Regions from separate parts of the Mus musculus genome. Here all the other regions are linked to region 2. Evidence: chromatin contacts called from public ChIA-PET data. All regions are on one chromosome and are shown on one strand. The core of a region is the stretch at or near the end of the contact, and the rest is flanking DNA. Distances in the headings are between cores, read along the strand shown.

The links. ChIA-PET counts read pairs in DNA pulled down with a chosen protein or histone mark.
Region 1: a contact with region 2 is called in an RNA polymerase II ChIA-PET map of memory CD8 T cells, with 80 read pairs. The contact joins the promoter of Zfp217 here to the enhancer-like site in region 2. A contact is called at or near these places in 1 of 39 promoter capture datasets (pre-B cells), 1 of 115 datasets of contacts at active chromatin or transcription factors (memory CD8 T cells) and 1 of 9 other capture datasets (adipose tissue).
Region 3: an RNA polymerase II ChIA-PET map of memory CD8 T cells shows a contact between it and region 2, with 47 read pairs. The contact joins two enhancer-like sites. A contact is called at or near these places in 1 of 39 promoter capture datasets (pre-B cells), 2 of 115 datasets of contacts at active chromatin or transcription factors (embryonic stem cells and memory CD8 T cells) and 1 of 9 other capture datasets (adipose tissue).

What each region holds. Positions count from the first base shown.
Region 1 is chr2:170,129,841-170,132,932 of GRCm38.p6, reverse strand. It overlaps Zfp217 (zinc finger protein 217), which reads left to right and starts at 1,713. Exons shown (of 6, transcript NM_001033299.3): 1 at 1,713-1,885.
Region 2 is chr2:170,049,082-170,052,251 of GRCm38.p6, reverse strand. It overlaps a transcript of Tshz2 not described here. Among named protein-coding and RNA genes, the nearest start is that of A630075F10Rik, 20 kb to the left of the region's middle. Within about 2 kb of position 1,466, at least 9 of the 459 cell types and tissues checked have an H3K27ac peak or open chromatin away from gene starts, as enhancers often do. A contact at or near this core is called in memory CD8 T cells, where this site is marked.
Region 3 is chr2:170,153,417-170,156,642 of GRCm38.p6, reverse strand. No RefSeq gene overlaps it. Among named protein-coding and RNA genes, the nearest start is that of Zfp217, 24 kb to the right of the region's middle. Within about 2 kb of position 1,417, at least 201 of the 459 cell types and tissues checked have an H3K27ac peak or open chromatin away from gene starts, as enhancers often do. A contact at or near this core is called in memory CD8 T cells, where this site is marked.

The sequences.
Region 1 (3,092 bases), core at 464-2,963, 80 kb before region 2:
TTTAACTATCAGCTATTGTGTTTACAGTATTCAAGGCTTCAGAGTGCAAAGGTTATCCATTAACATGGGGACTGAAGCTCAACCTCTATCCACTTTACTTGGTCATAGTTTTCTTTGTTTTATAGCAAAGCTCCCCTCCCTCGTTTTTTTTTTTTTTTTTTAATTTGGGGGGGTCAAAGTTAAATGAAGTCTTCTGCTTATGAATGCTTGCTGAGCTGTTGCGTTTTGATCGTGAATATTTATAAGGCTTTAACCTTATAAATATTATAGTTTATGATATTTATAGGGTAAATATAATACTTTAGAGAAAGATATTAATCTGTGGTGAGAAAAGGAACCCTAGTACTAAAAATGATCAATATCTTCTGGGCTTGGATGAGAATCAGGGCTGGCTTAAGGATCTACTTCCAGCGATGCTAATTAATTGTGAGTAAGTAATTGATTCACTTCCTTTGAAAAAAAAGACTAACGAGACCATATGTGGGTTGGTAGTTCTATGTAAAATGACAGCAAAAACATTCTACAAGGCAGGTTCTTGCCCCTTGCTAAGCTGTCTTCTTGAATTCTTCTTCCTATTTATTAAGGACTGCGTTGCTTACCAGTTCCGGTCGGTTCTTTTTTGTCCCGTTCCCCCCCAACCCCCACGCTTCTTTTTGATTTAGGAAATGGGTATGTATGCTTTTCTTGATGTTTTCCCACTTTTTGATACACCGAGGGCCAGCTTGAAAAAGAAACAAACAAGTTGACTGTTCGGTGTTAAGCAATAAATCTATTTTACATTTGAGTTCATTTGCATTTTGGAGCAGAAAAATTATTGGATGTGATTGTGGCCGCCATAGTTCCTCCCTGGGGCTTGCTTAAAACGGGACATCAGTCCCAGGCCTTTGGAGTCAAACCTTTTCCTGTCTTATCTTCTTTCATCTTTAATACGAGTCAGGAACAAAACAGAAGGGAAACGCTTTAAGTGAGATGGGCATAAAGAAGTGTGTGGTTTTTGTTTTTGAGCACACTTTTAAGCCTAGTTTCACTCAAATGAATTTCTCTGCAAACTAAGATTTATTAGGTACCAAGTCCAAATTCAGATATGAAACTATAATAGAAACACAAGCCCAGGGTGTTAAGGAAGAAATAAAAAGGCTTTTTGAAGATAACAATTTAAGAGAAAATTTATTCTTTTTAGGTCTCGGACCTTCCTCACATTGACTCTCTGAAAGTGTTAACCTTCACAACACCTCAGAACACCGCTATCCTGTGAGCTCCCGAAGCCAGTGGCAAGGTTGGTTTATTTTTAAATTTTTATTATTATTATTGTTGTTGTTCGTGATTCTGGGCGACCGGGGAGTTGGGCAACCGGCCCCTCCCCTCCTCTTCCCTCCCCTCCCGGGGCGCACCTTGCAAGGGAGGGGGAGGCGGCGAGGGAGGACTGGCTGTGCGCCTGCGTGCTGCGTTTGCAGCCCCCCCCTCCATCCCCAGAATACCTGTCACTGGAACCGCCCGGGCGCGAGCGCGCCACGTTAGGCCGGATGGCGGGACACGGCGCGGGGCGCGCGTGCGCGGGAGCCCACGGGGTGGGAGTGGGGTGCGCGCGCCGCTCCGCGGGGCTCGCGCCTCGGGGGGTCCGAGGGGGGCGTGGCCCGCAGCGGTGGGCGGGTCGGGGACGCGCTTGCGCACACGCGCGGTCACAGAGGGGGCGTGGCCGGGGGCGGGGCGTCAGGCGGCGCGGCCGGGGGGGAGGGCGCAACAGCTGCTGCGAGCACTTTCTGCCCCAACAGTCCCCCCGCCGGACGCCGGCCGCCCGCCCGCCCGCGCAGGGACCCCGCGCCTGCACTGTCCCCGCGCGGACGAGTAGGGGGCGCCCGCGCCGCTCCCTCGCCCCGCGCCGGAGGTGAGCCCGGCCCCCCGGAGCCTCTGTGGGGGTGGGGGTCCCGGCGCCCGCGGCCGTGGGAGGCGGGCATGGCGCGGCCCCGTCCCGGTCCCCGCGCCGTCGGGGCTAGCGGCAGACGCACAAAGGCCGCGCCGCCTCTGCCGCTCCTTCAGCCCCGCGGCTGGGCGGTGCAGCCGGACGGCCGCAGGTAAAGGGGCGCCGGGGCCGCGTCCCCACGGCTGCGGCCGCGCGTGGGGCTGGGAGGGACGGCCGAGACAATGGCCTGCCCGGCGCGGCGTGGCCGTCGGGGGTCCGGGCCCCTGCGGGAGCTGCGTCCTGCCAACCAAGGAAGGTGTTCGGTTTCACTCCCAAACTTAGAACGTCCCGCAAACTCCCGTGGGAAGTTCGTGCGGGTTGGCGGGAGGCGGCACCGCACATCCGAGGGCGCCGCCCCGTGCGCCTCAGTTTAGCCTCAACGCGAGCGGGCGCGCAGTGAAGGGCGCCCCCGCCTCAGACCCTCGGCGCACGGGAAGCGCATTCTTGGGCGGGGAGGGTGGGGGTGGGGACAGCGGGCGGGGATTTTTCCCGAAAGGTTTGCTTCCTGAAGTGAGCCGAAGTCCCGGGGGCCCACTTCTGGGACCCCCAGTGGGGGCCGGTCCGCACTCACACAGTAGTAGAAACTTTTAAACTTTTTATTGTTTGGGTCGGGGGCTCGGGGTGGTCGTTCCCAACCTTAAGGGCTGTGTCCTGTGAGCCTTAGTTTCTTTCTCTGAGAAACAGGCATTCCTGAGCATGCGTTGATTAAGGGGCACCAGCTTGGGGTCCAGGGCTGTAGGGCACCATGTGTACCCCAGGATCCCGTGGCCAGTTTCCTGGTTTGGGATGGGTTGGAGCCATTAAGTTGTATGTTTTAAGAGGCCTAGGTCTGATTTAGTTCAGGTTGATTCAATTATGTCTTCATCCCTTTTGAGGTGGTTGAATAACTTGACATGAGATTAAGGCCAACAAAAGAGGAGGCAGGGTAGCCACAGCTGCTGGCCATGCCTGGCAACTAGGTAGGGGCCTCAGGGGGCCTTTCACCTCTCTTTGTAAGAGAAAAACGTCCACAGCCTTCTTGACTACTTTTCCCAGAGTAAATCGACCACCTTGGTACCAAATTGGATATCAGATGTTAAGTTTTTGTTTCGAGAAGGATTAGTAACAGGTCTAGTTTCAAAAAAAAAATTTT
Region 2 (3,170 bases), core at 217-2,716:
GCCACCACTTTATTCTTAATTATGTGTATATGTGTTCATCAATTTGTGTGTCTATATACAGGAGCTCCAAGTGCCTGTGGAGGCCAGAAGAGGGCACCAGGTCCCTCAAGGCTGGAGTGATATACTCTGGGTGCTGGGAACGGAATCCTCTGGAAGAATAGTCAATGCTTTAACTACCATCTCTCCAGCCCCTAATATCTGCTTTTATGTGAGGATGGAGAGCCGGCGCCTTCCTAAGCTGGTCATTATCCAATGAGTGATGCCCCTCATCCTGACTTTAAGGCAGGAGGCTCTGGACATCTCTTCCTCCCTCTCTCCATAGAGCCATCACACCATGAGGCATTTTAACTAGATCTCCTTGATTATCAGTGCGAGCGAGGAGGGGCTGGTCTGAGGGACCCCAGGTGAGTCAGGAGAGAGGGACCATTTAATTTGTTGCTGTTCCCATCCATCAGGGCCCGGCCATCAATTTCACCACATGTTTCAGAATGCATGTTATTGACAATGTGTTCGTGGAGAAAAATGGAGTTTGCTGGCAACGCTGTTCCATTTTCTGAAGATTAAACTGTTCATTGTGCAGGCCGCCATCTGCCCTCCCTGGAAGGAAGCTTTCGTTGTTGGCAGAGGCATCTGAAAGCCAGACGACAAAGTAAAATCTCTTTCTTGTTGTTGCTGCACTTAACTAAAGGCAAATTTTCCCACCCATTCATCCACTCATCCATTCATTCACAGGTCCATTCATTTATCCATCCATCCATCCATTCACTCATTTGCCCATTCACTGAATGCCCTGCTCATTCACTGCCCAGGCACCAAGCATTACCCTGTGGCATACTTAAGAATAAAGCCATCTAGCGTTCAAAGAACGGGACCCTGTGGAGGGACATCATGTGTATTGTGTCTGGTATGATCTCACGACCTCCATTCATTCACCAGACCCTCGAAGGACTGACATTCCTAACTCCACACTTAATCTGTGTGATAGTTTGGGTTTACCGGAAGACATGACTCTTCCCTTTAAGATGCTTAGAGTCGACGGGGTTACTAAACTGCACACATTAAACGACAACTCAATAGCGAGGTGTGGTGGCACACACCGTGGATCCCAGGGCTCAGGAGGCAGAAGCAGGAGGATTTCGGTGAGTTGAGACCAGCCTGTTTACATAGTGAATTACAAGACAGCCGGGGCTATGTAGAGAAACCCTGTCTCGAAAAAAACAAAACAAAACAAAGAAGACAAAAGCATAAAACATGCCTTGAGAAACACAGCCAGAGCAAGGCAGGCAGCTTCGTGTACCCACCACAGGCTTCTTTGTTCTGTACTCTCTAGCTGTAAACATGGGCGTTGATCTCTTCATTCTGTGGGTGAACCCCCGAGGTTCAGGGAGCTTGAAGGACACAAGCCCCTTATCAACTCTGAGTTTGATCCCTGGGCCACATCAAGCAGGCCTCAGGGAGGCAGAGCCCAGAGTAGCACGTGTCCTGAGAACTTCCTGCTGTTGTGGGGTTTTGCTCTGCCTGTTCCTCTTGCAACCCTCCTAATCTATGAGCTCCATGAAAGCTCTAAAGGGGGCTTCCAGCCCCTCACCTGTCCTTAAAACAATAGTGCTTGATCTTTCCCAAGCCTTGCTGCTGAGTCAGATGAACGACTCCACCCTCAGAAAGGCCTTAAGGGCACAGATAGTTAAGTGTCCATCACCCTTAGAAAGAACTTGGAGAGGTAGATCGGTAGTAAAGACGGGGTAAAGTGTTTCTGCTAGTGGCTTTGATGTAGAAAGTCTTGAACAATTTAGAGTTCAGAAGGCACACTTTTGATTACTGAGCGAAGATGTTTTTAAGGTCAAGGGACAAGAACAACAGCAGCCCGAGTGGAACTAGCTGAGGTGCCTCTTTCTTGCTGAAGCTGGACGAGTGATCAAAGTGGTGATTTATTTCTTGTACCCATTTTTGCCCTCAGCTTCCTGATATGACTTAATAAAAATTGTTAATGAGTAAGTGTGCACCCTGAGGATTCAGAGGAGAAATGACTGTTTATATATATATATATATATATATATATATATATATATATGTAAAAGTTTAGATTTGTGATTCTTTTAAGATTTTCTTTATAAGATTACTTTTTAAGATAAATAATGACATAATTGATCCCTTCTTTGTAACTGCAAATTGCCACCTGCCAGTAAGAGGAGCTGGTTGAGAAAATGATCTCAGTTGCTTATATTTTGTTAATCTATAACAAGTTGCTTAGTTATGGATGTATGTGGGTTCATGGGGATAATTCATGTGTGTGTGTACATGTGTGTGTATGTGTGTGTGCATGTGTATGTGTATGTATGTGTGTGTGTATATATGTGTGTGTATGTGTGTGTGCATGTGTGTGTATGTGTGTGCATGTGTTTGTGTGTGTGCGTGTGTGCATGTGTGTGTATGTGTGTGTGTTTGTGTATGTGTGTGTATGTGTGTATATGTGTGTGTATGTGTGTATGTGTGTGTGTATGTGTGTGTGTGTATGTGTGTGTGTATGTGTGTATGTTATGTGTATGTATGTGTGTATGTGCCCATGTGTGTGTGTTTACCTGTACTACAGAGTATTTATTCATGCGAGGGTATTGGGGAACATGTTTTTTTTCTTTCTTTCTTATGTACACTGTAATCATTCACTTAAAGAAAAGAAAAAGAGTGTAACCACATTGTGACCCCTGTACTGCCTGAGAGAGCTTGTTGGGATATATAAGCTGTGGGGGAAAAATAAAGTTGGTGGAGCCTGCTCATTGAAACTCTGCTCCATCCACATGCTCCCCCCAGCACGCTGTCTGCCTTGTCTCGCCATGCGAGTCGCATTGGAAGCCGCTCTAGTCCCTTCACCCTGGACGAAGGCCCTCCTGTTTCATCACACAGCTTCAGCTGCTTACATTGTCTTGTGAGTGTGTCATGGGCATTTTTCTTAACAGTCAATTGACGTAGGAGGGCCCCACCTACTGTGTGTGGTCTCTGCTCCCCCCACCCCACCCGTTAGACAGGGGCTCCAGGTTGTATAAGAAATCAAGCTCCTAAGCAGCACTCCTCCATGTTCCCTGCCTCTGCTCCTGCTTGAGTTCCTGTCCTGACTTCTCGGTAATGAATTACAACCTGGAAACAGAAGCCAGGTGAGCCCTTTCCTCCCCAGC
Region 3 (3,226 bases), core at 168-2,667, 100 kb before region 2:
ATTAACCGGAGCGAGCAGAGGTACCTAAAGTTCAATTCCAACAACCACATGAAAGCTCACAAGCATCTGTATGGTTACAATGTACTTACATACATAAAATAAATAAATCTTAAAAATAAAAAGAATGCATATTAACGGCTGGGTGTGTTGGTACACATCTCTAATTCCAGCTCACCAGAGGCAGGGCTAGTAGGATCTCTGTGAGTTGCTAGTCTACCTAGCAAGTTCTAGGCAGCCAGGACTACATAGAGGTACTCTGTCTCAAAAAGCAAAATATATAAATAAATAATGTTAGGGAAGTACCTGAATTGGTAGGGTGATTGCTCAGCACATGAGACACTGGGCTCCACTCCTTCAATGATAATAACTTGTAATTCAAGACATGAAGGCTAGGAGTTCAAAGTCTGCCTCAGCTACAAAGCAAATTATAGCTGGCAGCCTGGACTTCCATGATAGCTTGTCTCAAATATATAATTTATATACCCACTATATGTGTGTGTGTGTATTTTGGATATATATATATATATATATATATATATATATATATATATATATATATGCGTGTGTGTGTTTGGATATATATGTGTGTGTGTGTTTATCTATAAATATTGATATATTTGTTTTATTTATATACCCACTATATGTGTGTGTGTATTTTGGAGATATATTTGGCTATATATATATAGCCAAAAACAGTCTCCTCGTTTAAGAAAAGAGTCAGGATGAAGCTGTTTCAAGCAAAAAACCAGCTCTCTCACATTTCTTCCTGACACAAACATTTGTTGACAGGCTTTTGGTCACTAAGCTAGCCTGAGTTCAGAACTGAGAAAAGGATCAAGAAATCAGTACTCCCTAGCCAAACACACTCTCATTTGTAACCCATTTCTGGCCAAATTCTGTAAGGCTGGGGCTTGTATGTAAGGCTTCCTAGGAACACGGGCCAGCCTATCTGGGGACCACGCCCATTTACAGTTCCACATGAAACCTGGAGGCCGGCCAGGGCTATGGCCAAATAGTTACTGCACCAGAATTAGTTAATCACAGGCCCCGGGGGAGATAGAGAGAACCCCCTCCACATGGACTAGCAGGGTATGGGGAGGTTCTGAGCTTCTGTCTTGGACACCCCAAGACCCTCAGCTATGTCCACTCTGCCCAAACTCCCCAGACCTCAGCAAATCGGGATAGCCTATCCGGGTTTAGGCCACAGACTGCTTTAGGCAGAGGTAGGAGAGAGAGAAAGAGAGAGAGAGAGAGAGAGAGAGAGAGAGAGAGAGAGAGAGAGAGAGAGAGAGAGAGAGAGATGGTGCAAGCAGGTTTCGAAATCTTGATGATTTCATGAACCAGTCAGTGTCTCCTTGCAGAAAAGCGCCGCGATTGGCGTCGGAGAATAACCGGCTTTGGGAAGCTTTCTAACTATCCAGGAGCCGCTGAAGCGGCCAGGCATCCCGGTCTGCCTGTTTCCATCCTCCAGAGGGAGTTCATTCACCTGATAACAAGGCTCGCAGAAAATAAACTGTCACACACTCGCTGCTTCTCACTTCCTGTTCTCTCTGGCAAACGCCCGAGGTTGTCCTCCTCGCTTCTGTTTCCTGTTTGGCTTTTCCATTGTATTCATTTAGATTTCTAGTCTTAAGAGTTATTCACTAAGCTGTCTTTTCAGCTGGCATAGGTGAATTGTTCGTAATAATGCGTTGCATTATGGCCTTTTTGGACATGTATATGATGAATATGGTACTCCACCCCTCCCCCACCTTCCAAAATGCCCCCCCCTTTACTTTTTTTTTTTTTTTTTTTTTTATCTTTGTGTGTGTGTGTGTGTGTGTGTGTGTATCCCTGGCTGTTGTGGAACTCACTCTGTAGACCAGGCTGGCTGCCTGTTTCTGCCTGCCAAGTGCTGGGATTAAAGGCACGAACAAGTATCCCCCTTTTATTTTTAAAATGGCCATTCTATCTTGCGCATTACCCAATGAGTTTAATTAGGGTTGTTTTCAGGAGTGTAGGTGGGAGAGGTGTTTGAGCATCTTAAACTAGTCAACATTTAAAAGTCGACCTTCTCTTCAAGAAACTGGTGTCTTTAACCTCAAAAGGAGAGTAGCTGTAGTCACTAGAATGGCATTCTGTATGTTTCTGTAGCGTATGAACTACATAAATAAAACTAGTTCAAATGTTACCTTGAAATCATTGGGACATGGTACCTATTTATTTATTTATTTTAATTTAATAACTTTAGTTTTGTGGCGAACGAAGCTGAGTACCATGTGGCTGAGTCACATCCCCCCCCCCCTCCAGCGCTCATTTCAATTTTAAAACTTCCTTAAATATCCCTTAACCAATGAGAAGGCAGTATCAAGGTACAAAGTTGTGGAAAACGCATCAAGGAGACCCATTACTTTCTTTGCTAATCCAGAAAGATTAATCTTAAAAAATGTAAAAAAAAAAAAAATTAGGAAAAATCCTGCCCCTTTTGTCTCTCCATATAAACAATCCTACATAAACAGTCCAAAAGCTGACACAGACGACGCCCATTGTCCCTGCTAGTGTGGTTAAAAGTAGCGTCGGCGCGATAAACCCAGTGATTCAGACGTGGAGAATATTGGTAATGTTGTAGGTATGCAAATAGAAATTAGTCGGGTCCCAGGAAGACTCTGTAATTCTAAATTCTGTAAATAAAGTTAAAATCGAGAGCGTATCTGAGGTTACCCGGAATCTATTTGCATACAGGCTTATCTTGTTTTTTTAGGCAGAAGAAGAAGGGTGGGGAGGGGAGGAGGAAGAAGGAAAAAAAAAAAATCCCAATTTTCACCACATGTTCTCAAAATATGTCGCCTAAGACGACACCGGGTCGCAGGCCTAAGTGCTGACTATAGAGAACCCAAATGCACGAAAACGGTCTCCGTGGAAGCAGCAACCATGCCGCTGGCCTCGGGTCATCTTACTGAGAAAATTGCACAACCACACTTTATGTCCGTAGGGACTGCCGGGTTGGGTCGGGACTGATTCCATTCCCACTCGGGGTTCAGAAGTGGGCTTTGCCCCTGTGTAGGGCCAAGGTCGCAGAGGGTCCCCGGATCTTTCTGCAAGCCACAAAGGGGCAGAAGGACTCGTAGGAGCCAGGACGCCCGGGAGCCCGCCCCGGTGCGTTTCGCTTTACACCTGGTGCTGCCTTAATCCCGGGAAGGGAAACCGGAATCGCTGGTAGTTGGGGGGGCCGGAGGGGGGTGCTGAA